Linked DNA regions of Zea mays: region 2 is linked to region 1. A link is a contact called in public Hi-C data. All regions are on one chromosome and are shown on one strand. The core of a region is the stretch at or near the end of the contact, and the rest is flanking DNA. Distances in the headings are between cores, read along the strand shown. Region 1 holds the start of LOC100272451. Region 2 has its middle 32 kb from the start of LOC118473404.

Region 1 (5,669 bases), core at 1,317-3,816:
GGAACTCAAAACTGGCGGTGGGTTTTGAAGTGAACCAATACCAAACATTTCCGGATAAATTCAATGATGGCTGTCTTGAAAGTGCACATTGTTATTACTGCATTAGAGCGAGTAACATGTTCTTTTAGGTCAAGAAAATAAGTGGAGATATACAACTGTGTGGCTGGATGTCTAGGACTAGCTAGCTAGAGAAGCGTCATATGAGTTAAACATGTTTGGCTAAGAAAAATTCTGGAAAGGGCGACCGACCAAAAAAGATGGTCTATGTTCCTACTGGGAGTAACTATCGCTGATTCGTAAGTGGTTGGGATGCATAGTTAGGGGTATCATATTCTAACAAGTGGTATCAAAGCCAAAGCTATGCTGATTTTATTTTGTGAGAAGGTTGATAGGGATAAGGATCACAAGATTAAGATGTTGTCAAAGATGTGGAATAATCAAGTATATATAGAAATTTGATGGCAAAGGGAATTTTAGAATGTGGCAATACATGGTAATAGATGTGCTTGTCTAATAAGAACTAATCGATGCTCTACACCGTAGTTGACTGCCCTATAATCTAGATTTGGGCCTTTACTGTTGGAGTGGGGTGTTTTGTTGGTGCCCTAAATTTTATAAACTATACTTATTTTCAAAATATAGGGCATTTTTATAGGTCACGTTGTTGGAGATGCTCTAATAAGAACTAATCGATGCTCTTTGAGGGCACCAAAGGGCACCAAACGAGACAAGGCAACTAATGAATAATACAAATCATGGGAGGTTTTTCCATTTGGATTAGGTTTTTTGGGGGTTGAGTTTATCCATAACCCGCCGCGCTGGCGAGTCAGGTTGATCAGCAAGGTGCCCATGAATAGGTCTGCATGTAAAGGGAAGACATTAGCAAATGGAAAGTTTTGAAACCAGTACGCCTAATGTCTATTTTTGAGATCGACGAAGCCATCATAGATAACCTATTGTCGAGTGAGTGTCCTCTTATCACTTAGAAAATAGCTAGGACTGGTGTGAGTCCAAGATCTGGGACTTGATAAACATTTTTCACCACAAGAAAAACCCCCATTGTCATTCATTTGTAGAACCTACAGTTAAAATATAGATCTTATTATGATGCGCAAGGAAAACCAAAAAGAAGTAGAAAAACCAAGGAAAGGAAAGGGTCGCTGTCGGATCCACATAAAACCTCCTAGGGGCATACAGTATGCTCCACGCCATTTCAGGCAGCAGCACCAACAATTTGTGCCAAATTTTAGTTTGGTTTTCCATGTGCTGAAAACTCCACCGACCTCCCTCCACCGGAGTGGACTACCTGACACTGAGAGCTGGCCAGCTGGTACATATGTTCACACGAGCTGTATAGCTCAGTAGCTGGCTCGTATTTCCTAGCTCAAATGAGTAGCCCCCTGCCTTCTTTTAAGCCGGGCCCACATCCCGTACGTGCTTCGAGCGCGTGCCCAGCAACGAGCTGTGCTTCCATGCGCATGCCCATCGTGCGGTGCGAGTGCGAGTGGGCTAGCCGGGGCCCGGGGCCAGGCGATGGAGTCAACCAGTCAAACTCACCGGAGCCCCCCCAAGCCCAACCCGTGTACGGTATCCGATCGATTAATCAACCGTTGATTATAATACAGGAGTAACAATCCCCAGACAGTAATTAATCGCCACCAGGCCCACCACACACGCCCTCCATCTGCAGACCCCCAGTCGGGAAAAAAATCTGAATCGCCCCCGAGCCCCGATTAACCCCTGAACTTTTGGCTTTAAAAGCGAAAGAGATCAAAAGGGATAAACTAATAATCTCCCTGGTTGCGGCGTGCTCCCTGACCCAGTCCCCCACATGCTCACGGCCGGCCTTGAGAATTTGGTGACCCGGTGCGAGACAAAAATTGAGGCTCCATTGATCATAAATACCAAAATTTTATGAATATTGAGATGCATTAAACTCCTTAAGTTTTTTTTTCCTTTTTCACTACTAGATGCATGCTTTCTAGTGGACGACATGTGGAATATGGTGACCACAATGCAAAATAACCTATACTCAAAAATAAAGAACATTTAACTAGTAAAGATTGGTTTGAGACGAAAACGAATCAGCAAAAGTAGAGTAGCAAACTTGACGAAGTTATGGAGGGCTGAGACAGGGCACGCTAGGCACGGCACGCGGCAAGCCTGGTCTGGGCAGACGGCAGAACAGCGGACAGGGTGATCCCTCTCGACTGTCGCTGCTAGCTGCTGGCGGTGCCAGGCTATTGTTGTAACCTGAACAACATGAGCGGAGGCTTCCACGAGAAGGCAAGAGGACTGCAGCTCAAGCGTCCACGAGAAGCCAAGTAATCGAGCTTAAACATGCATGCATACTGCACGTTGATGGACTTTGGCCTTTATCGATCTTTGTGTTGTAATCTAAATAAACATTTTCTATATATACACATACACGTATATACGAGAAGAGGCCCCCTGGTTCTCGGAGGCCCGGTGCGGCGGCACCGCCGGCACCTGTCCAGGGCCGGCCCTGCACATGGTCCTTTTTTTCCTTCCATCCAAGTCCACCACCAGCCTACCTTCTCCTCCCCTTCTCCTGGCCCGGCTGATCCGTCTGCGTGTCGTCGTCTATATAAGCCCAGCCCTTCCTCCTCTCCCGCCCCACCTCATCTATCGCACTCTTCTTCCTTCCTTCCTTCTCCCGCCTTCTCCTCCCAGCACTCTTCTTCGAACACTGCCACATATACTTAGTCATCATCGTCCAGCAGCGCAGCAGCCCGCCGCTCAACGTCTCACAAGGGGATCGTCGGTCGGAATCTGATGGACATGGCGCACGAGAGAGACGCGAGCAGCGAGGAGGAGGTGGTGGCCGGCGAGCTGCGGCGCGGGCCTTGGACGGTGGAGGAGGACCTCCTGCTGGTCAACTACGTCGCCGCGCACGGCGAGGGCCGCTGGAACTCGCTCGCCCGATCAGCAGGTGGGTACCTATGTATATGTAGCTAGGATAGAATCCAGTGATATGCGCTGCATATATCATCGATCAGTTACATGGTGTCGATCGATCGAAGCTCTGCATCGCTAGTTTAGCGCACAGCCGCCTGAGCAATCGTGGTCTCGTGGAACACGAAGAAGGCTTTGTTGGCAAAGCTGTCACTTTGCATCTGGTACGGAGTACCTGCTAATGTGGAAACAGACAGAGCCTACAGTAGTGAGTGAGAAAGAGAGGACTTTTTAGTGGTTAGCATCATTCCCGGCCGTAGGGGTATTTAGTTACATCACGCATCTTGTCATCACTGACATACCACCCTCATGTCTCGTCTGCATAACTAATTGAGATCGACAGCAGGTGCTCGCTAGCTAGTGTGACATGTATAGTAGTATATGTAATCAGCAGCAATGGCGAGCGAGCGTGGAATTAATGACGTGTGGGTTATATTACTGATCATCATGTGACGATCGATGACGCAGGGCTGAGGCGCACTGGCAAGAGCTGCCGCCTCCGGTGGCTGAACTACCTCCGCCCCGACCTCCGGCGAGGCAACATCACGCCGCAGGAGCAGCTGCTCATCCTGGAGCTGCACTCGCGCTGGGGCAACCGCTGGTCCAAGATCGCGCAGCACCTCCCCGGCCGCACCGACAACGAGATCAAGAACTACTGGCGCACGCGCGTGCAGAAGCACGCCAAGCAGCTCAAGTGCGACGTCAACAGCCAGCAGTTCAAGGACGTCATGCGCTACCTCTGGATGCCCCGCCTCGTCGAGCGCATCCAGAACGCCGGCGCCGCGGGGGCTCCGCAGCAGCACAAGGCGGGCGCCGCGGACACGCCGCTCTCGTCGCCGTCGTCGTGGCAGCCCGGCGGCGGCGGCGGCGCCGACGACGGCCTCTACGCGTCGCCGGACCTCCCCGCCACGGACGCCTGCTGCTGGCCTCCCGCAGACTGCTACCCAGCCGCCGCCGCCGCCGCCGTCGGTGACGGTGACCATCATCATCAGCTACTGATGAACAACCCCGCCGCCGTGCCGGAGCTGTCGGCGAGCACTACCACGGCCGGGTCGGCCTCCCCGTCATCGGATTCCGGCGCGGGCGCACAGCCCTGCTGGCTTGCGCCGGTGGGTGGCGCGGAGTGGTTCACCACCACCTGCGACGCCTCCAGCAGCACCGCCGCCGTCCTCCTGGCCGGACACCAGCAGCAGCAGCAGCAGCAACAATGGTCGTGCCTGCTCGGGGAGGCGACGTGGGCGTCGTCATCCGAGCTCCCTGATCTGGGCTGCGTCGCGGACTTCGAGATCGGCAGCTTCGACGTGGAGAGCATCTGGAGCACGGACGACAGCTTGTGGTTCACGCAAGCGCAGGGCGTGTGAATTGAACCCACACGCGCGGCGACATGGAAATCCACGGCGTCAAATTAAACCGGTGGTGGATCGGACACCGCGCACGTCGGGGACTCCTCGCCTAGCGAAGGTGCCGAGAGAGCTAGCAGAGACACGGGTTAGAAGAAGGAGAGAGATTATTTTGGAGGAACCGAAGACGACGCGGGACGGCTACTCTTTGCTCGGTTCAAGATGCTTGCTGTTCTTGCCTCCAGGACTTTTCTTCCGCTCCAGTTCTACTCCGTTTCCTAGTCTTGATTCCCTAGCGGCTTGTAGGGTATATACGCCAAGAAAATTCCAGAAAAGGGGAAAAACGTAGCTGTTGTAGTAGTACATATATACTAGTAGCGTTAAGTGTTTGTACGTGCCGTCTAATTTTACACATTCTTTTTGAGTAATTAAGTTCAATACATATGAACAGTGAAGTTACTGATGACAGACTCTTTTGAGGGACATATATAGCATGATCGAAGTTATAACGAACGAACTTAAAAGACTCTGTTTGGGAGTGCTTTAGCTTCACAAAATTTGATGAAATTGATGAAACATATCATTATGAGCTTTAAAAAAATCGTAAAGCTGAAGTTGGAAACTTTTAGTAGATATTTAGATAAATTATTGTATTTCTTATTTAGATTAAAAGTATTTGTTAAAACCATTTAGATTTATATTATACATCACAGCACGCTGAAGCTAGTACTAGTGTCAAACACCACCCTAAGATCTGACAATTTCTAGAAGCGAAGGAAACCATAGGTGGTAGGAAGATGAGCGAGTGAGTTGAGACGTCAAGCCCAAGTCGCCTACAAGTACTACTACTGGGGGTCCAGCATGCGTACGTCCCCGCCAAATTCTCGCCGCTAATTGTGATGGATCCTCGATCACGCGCCTCTCGGTCCTCGGTCTCAGTGGGCGATCGACTCGCTTTGCTCTTTCCGGCCGTTTCTGTTGGTTTAGTTATCACCATGATGATTATATATCCGACGGCGACTCCATTTGTTTATGCCGACATGGATGGATGGATGTGCGTTTCGTTGCCGCCAGAGAGATCATCGGACCAGATCTATGGAGCGAGCGAGGCGGGGAGAGGAGGAGAGGAGAGGACGGAGACGTCGCGTCATCGCCAACAGTTCCCGGCCGGTGGCGTCGCGGGCCATCGATCGATGTGATCGCGGCAGGGCCCGGCGGGCATTACACGTGTTGCATGCTCTCTCAGCAGCCAGCAGTTACGTTCTTCTATAGTGTGCCTGGATGAAAACAGTTCTTTCTTTTCTCCACTTTTTTTTTGTTTTTTTCTTTTATTCCGCTTTCTTCTTCTTTTAT
Region 2 (5,541 bases), core at 1,549-4,048, 74 kb before region 1:
TTTCATGTGGATCTCTTAGGTTTCTACACATAGTGTCTCACAACTTTCTCCAAACATTCTAAAATTTTTATCACAGCCTATACATATGATATCATGACACGTGGACAAGTTTCATGATTTTCTGACTTTGTTTGTGTTTTATACAATTTTTAAACATGTGGATGTCAAGTTCACGGCCATGTTTAGTGAGCATGTTGCTCGAAGTTTCCGGTACGCTTCTGCAATCGGTCGTAACTTATGCTAAGTAACATGAATATCATTTTTTCATGCACGGTTTTCCAAGTTTCGAGTGACCTGCAGTTAGGGGTGGTAATGGACCATGATCCAAATGCTTCTTCACAAAAAGTTAAGGCCCTCAAATAATATTAGTTCAAAAATGAATAAGAATAAGGCCCGATCCTAATCCGATTCGACCCTTAAAATTTGCAGTGTAAAGTTTATAGCCCATTACCACCCTTACCTGCAGTTCAAATTTGAATTTTCCGAAGAAATTCAAATACACGAACTAAATCTACTAACTATCAAAACTATGTTATAATTGTCCACAAATGATACATGTAGGTCTACATAGTGTAGGAACATACCACAAAAAGTTTGGGAGACAAAATAAAAAAATGAAAATACACTTTGCCGAGTGTCTGGGTATGACACTCGGCAAAGAGGGCTTTGCCGAGTGTCTATTACGTAGCACTCGGCAAAGAAGCCTCTTTGCCGAGTGCCAGCCGTTGGCTCTCGGCAAAGACTGACGGCCGTCAGCTCTGGGACGGCCGCTGACGGCCCTTTGCCGAGAGCCCCGTTTGCCGAGTGCCTACCTGTGCCGAGTGTTTAGCACTCGGTAAAGGGGCTCTTTGCCGAGAGCCTAACTTTACCGAGTGCGGCACTCGGCAAAGCCTTCTTTGCCGAGTGCCCGACAAAAGGCACTCGGCAAAGAATACAACACTCGGCAAAGCCTCGGATTCCGGTAGTGATTCCCCCCACACTAATCAACAAAATTGCGGCTAGCTAATAATGTCGCTCGATCGCTAGTGTTTTACTATAGCTAGCTAGAATAGATCGTGCACGTCTTCGTATCTAGATATATACTTAGCTTGTAGAGTTTTCTACCTTCGTCGTTGTTGTTCTTATTGGATGGACGACCCTGCTGAGAGAGGAATAGTCAGCTTAATTATATTAGTGTGTAGTAGGTTTTGTCTCAAAACTCAGAAAACAAAAGAAATATATGTCACGCAGTACGGCGGGTCAAATCATTTCCAACGAAACCGTTGGGTTATGTATATATTCTTCGACCAAGTATTCAACCTGTGTGTAGACGTCGTTATCTACTGCCCCAGTCCAAAAAAATCGGACAGCAATCAGTTCCAGCGACGAAATCCTTGCTATATATATATTCAACAGGTAAATCTGTACCAGTACATGAAGATCGATGTCCATTTCATATACCGACATGGTGGTCTCAAATTTGACCACATGCATGCTAAGATAGTAACATTCTTTGTAGTGACCATGTTCGTTGCACGTTTATTAAAACCTAGCTATTAGAAGCTTTTATTGGTATGTATTGGTAAAGAAAACTAACTGAGCGCAGTCGATAGTATACTACAATCATCCCGTTTGTATCCTGTTTTCGTTTAATTAATTAATTAATCAGGTTCAAAAACGACAAAAAAAACTATCGAAATCGGTTTTATGGTAGCAGTCCGTTTAGGAATATTTTTGTTAAAAGTCAGAATCGAGACCAAATATATAAGTGTTTGGCTTGGGAAACTAGCCTGTATATGAAACAAAACCAATGTGATGATATTGAAACATAAATATCGTGTGATTATTTCCACATAAGAGCTTGTTCGTTTCACGGTTAATTCATATGGATTGTGTGGTATTGAGTCGGTTTAAATCCATAACAAGTCAAAATTCATATGGATTAGGTGGTATTGAGTCGGTTTAAATCTATAACAAGTCAAAATTCATATCAATTTATTCTAATACACTATAATCCATAACAAGGCTGCTAGTATATATTAACATTGGAAACGATACAACTTCTTCTTTATTTTTTCTCCCCCGGCGGCATTATATTTCTTGCGGCGCTCTCTTCTAGAAGCGAATGCATGCATGCTTCCAACATGTCTCCGTTTTTCTAGACCCCAGTTGCACGGTGCATTGACAGTTGACACAACACGCACCCGGAAAGAACAACTCCGAACCGGCGCATGCATGATTGAGCATCAAATCAAAATCAGACCTAGTCAGCGCAGCGGCGTCTTTTGTACTTTGAAGCTTTGCATCATCATCAGCAGCCGCTGGCACACACATACCTAACCTAACACTGCCCGCTCCCAAATAAGTCAGCACGTCGACCCTGTGTCTGCCAGTGGCAGGGGCTCACTGTGGGCCCCCACGTGCAGCCCTAACATTTGTCTCGACCTGTCTCCATGCATGGAGAAAAAACAAAGCAGTACCAGTACCCCCCATATGTCATCATTTAATTTTGACCCTCCTAGCTCAGCCTTTGGATAATCGCTCGCGTTTGACCACTGGTCTCTTAGAATAATGGGCCAATTCCCTGTATGCCACTGTAAAATATACTCATTCCTTGTATGCCACTGGCCCCACATGTCATAGACACCAAAAAATATACCTATATGCCACTCAGTGACACACAAGGGATGAGTATAAAATCTGATGGCATACCAGGAATTTTCTCTAGAATTTTCTTTCTTTCTCTCGGGCCATCCCCATCGATGGATGATGGATCGACCAGGGTCTGCCTGCCGGTCCAAGCTGCGGGCCCGGCCCGGCGTCCGGTCCGATAGTTGCGTCAGGTCGGTAGTAGACATCCGAATTGAAGGTACGTGCCGCTAGTGGCTGCTGTATTTGTACTTGTACTTTTAAGGGTGTTTAAATACATTCAGAGTTAATAATTAGTGACTAAAATTAACTAAAGATATCTAAACATCCTAACTAATATTTTAGCTATTAGCTATTTTTAGTTAACTAGCTATTTGTTAGCTACCTAATTCTACTAGCAAATTTTTAGCCAACTAACTATTAGCTCTAGCACATTTAAACACCTCTAAAAGCTCTCTAGCAGTCAAAGACGCGAGCTAGAGAGCAATTAACTGGCAGCCACCACGCTGTATCAGTGGAACGAGAGTTCACGCATGTTTTACGCTCAATCTATCTCGGCGACCAGGAAAAGTTGTGGTACGATTAACTAATAAAATGTTTGGTTTGAGGGATGAGCTAGTCCATCATCTTCTCACTCCTCACTTTTTTTTGTTTGGTTTGTGGAATAGATTGAGTTGATTCATCATCACCTCATTCCTTATAGTTATTTAGTTAGTATTAATATGAGGAATGGAGTTATCCCATCAAATTTGAGGAATTGACCCATGATGCACCACCATATTTTGAATGGAGTGATTCATTAAACCAAACACCCCATAAACCAGTCACTTCGGTCGTTTACACGTTTGGATCAAATGCCCGGCATATATCTTTGTTTCAAAAAAATTTTTCCCCAAGCGTATAGTTGAAATTAGTTGTAGAAGACTTACTAATGGTGTGAGCCACGTGAGGCCTTCATATAGATTAAGGGGGATTAACGGTGTTTCAATTCCTAGTAAGTCAAGATCTCTCTTAATCCATATCAATCATCTCTAATTCATATGAATTGAAAATAACCGAACAAACACTAATGAGTTTGTCGTCCAACATTCACGCTCTTTAACCTCTGGCGACTGGCGAGACACTTTGCTTTGATCACTAATGGGGTGTTTGGTTTGAGAAATAAACTAGTCTCTCATCTTCTCACTCCTTACTATTTTTTTTGGTTTGTGGAATAGAATGAGTTGATCCATCACCACCTCATTCCTTATAGTTAGTTAGTACTAATATGAGGAATGAAGTCATTTCAATAAATTTGAGGAATAAACCCATAATGCACCACTTCAATTTGGATGGTTTGATTCTCCAAACCAAACACTCTATAAGAAAACGATGAGGAGATTAAACGAAAATACGGAGGAGATTGCGAACGATCGAGAACTGACAATTACACGTGTCGAGATCATGGTAGGGGCGTATCGAGATAAACTAATCATGATCTAGAGAGACATTATTTTTGTTTGATTGGTGATCGGAAATCAACCTTATTTTGTATTTTAGAGCGTTTCGCCCAAGCTATTTTTTTTTAACTTTCGCTGTTATGAATGTTCCTTTGTGTTGCCTGAACTTTTTCTAAGGACACCCCCAATCACTATTGTCTTCTGAGAGGACATTTATTTAGAATTTCGTTAGTTTTTGGTGAGTTGTTTATATGGCACTGATCAATTCAAGGTAATTTTGACCGGTTCTAGTTCGGTTCGTACGTCCGTGAAAGAAAAAACGTCCACACGCGTAGCCGCCGCCGCCGCCGTCTCGGCCGCCGGCGAGCTGCGCGCGCGGGCTAGCCGGCTAGTGCAGTGGTCACGCGTTCGACGAGGCTTTGGTGGTCGTTGTTCGTCTGCTGCACGCGCGCGCACCATGCCAACAGTGCGCTTCTAGAACTCATAGACCCAGTCATCTAATCATATATAATTACTCGTATTGCTTCATCGGGGATCACTTAGTCTGAGGCGAGATTAGGGACCACAGCAGCCATTTGCAGGGGGCATGATGCATATCTGAATTCGTCTACTGCTACTACTTGGCCTTGCACTTAGCTTGTGGCAGGAATATTTTAGAGACCGATCGTACTAAGAAGCAGATAGACGAAGTACCCGGCAATGGCGTGGCAAGCAATATAGCCTATGCACTGTGAGCCATAAACAAGTGATTAAGAGCATTAGCATGCATAGCATCTACTAAAGCTCGAACTAGAATATATTAACAAGGGAGCTATAGCTAGATTGGGGTGCTCACGAATCATGGCAGGGGGTCGATTAGGTTGGTGGTGAAAACTACCAGCTGTACTACCGGCGATCAACGACACGGATCGATCATTAACTTTCTACGCTGACACTGACGCCTATAAAAATACGATATCGCGCGCGCGCGCGCGGGGTTACCTTGTAGGAGAGGATGCAAAGCAAAATATCCTTTGGTAGTTGGTAACTTTTCTTCAAAGGCTGTAATTTTCAGTTATGCGCGCGGATAGAATGACGATGATCATCAAGCAGCTTGACAACGAGCGCAGGGGGGGACAACTTTTTGCAAAGCAAAATAATATCCTTTTTCCTATATGCCATGGTTACATTGTGGCCCCGATCTATTTTAATTCAGTTATTTCTCATTCACCAGGTTAGGGGGAACCCACACTTGCCTACACATAGCATCATATATAATAAGAATAAGAAGAAATCAACTGTGTATTTGGCAACTCTAATTATGATGCGTACCACTAGAATTCAATTCCGTGTGCGTGTCTAATGATGCGAATTATCGTGCCGCACGGGCGGCTTTAGTGATGAACTATATATCTCTGTCATATTCCGCTGGAAAAATAATAAAAGTTAACCGATGGATGCGTTAGGCTGGCTATCTCGAGCAGCTCATCTCTAT

The links. A called contact is a pair of places that touch in the nucleus more often than the background predicts.
Region 2: a contact with region 1 is called in a Hi-C map of endosperm, with 2.2 times the contacts expected there. The contact joins the enhancer-like site here to the promoter of LOC100272451 in region 1. A contact is called at or near these places in 11 of 25 Hi-C or Micro-C datasets (bundle sheath, ear, endosperm and 4 more) and 1 of 3 datasets of contacts at active chromatin or transcription factors (leaf).

The regions. Positions count from the first base shown.
Region 1 is chr9:139,732,801-139,738,469 of Zm-B73-REFERENCE-NAM-5.0, reverse strand. It overlaps LOC100272451, which reads left to right and starts at 2,566. Exons shown (of 2, transcript NM_001146925.1): 1 at 2,566-2,953; 2 at 3,445-4,783. The coding sequence starts at 2,797. The coding sequence ends at 4,337.
Region 2 is chr9:139,806,693-139,812,233 of Zm-B73-REFERENCE-NAM-5.0, reverse strand. No RefSeq gene overlaps it. Among protein-coding and RNA genes, the nearest start is that of LOC118473404, 32 kb to the left of the region's middle. Within about 2 kb of position 2,798, at least 18 of the 20 cell types and tissues checked have an H3K27ac peak or open chromatin away from gene starts, as enhancers often do. A contact at or near this core is called in bundle sheath, ear, endosperm and 3 more, where this site is marked.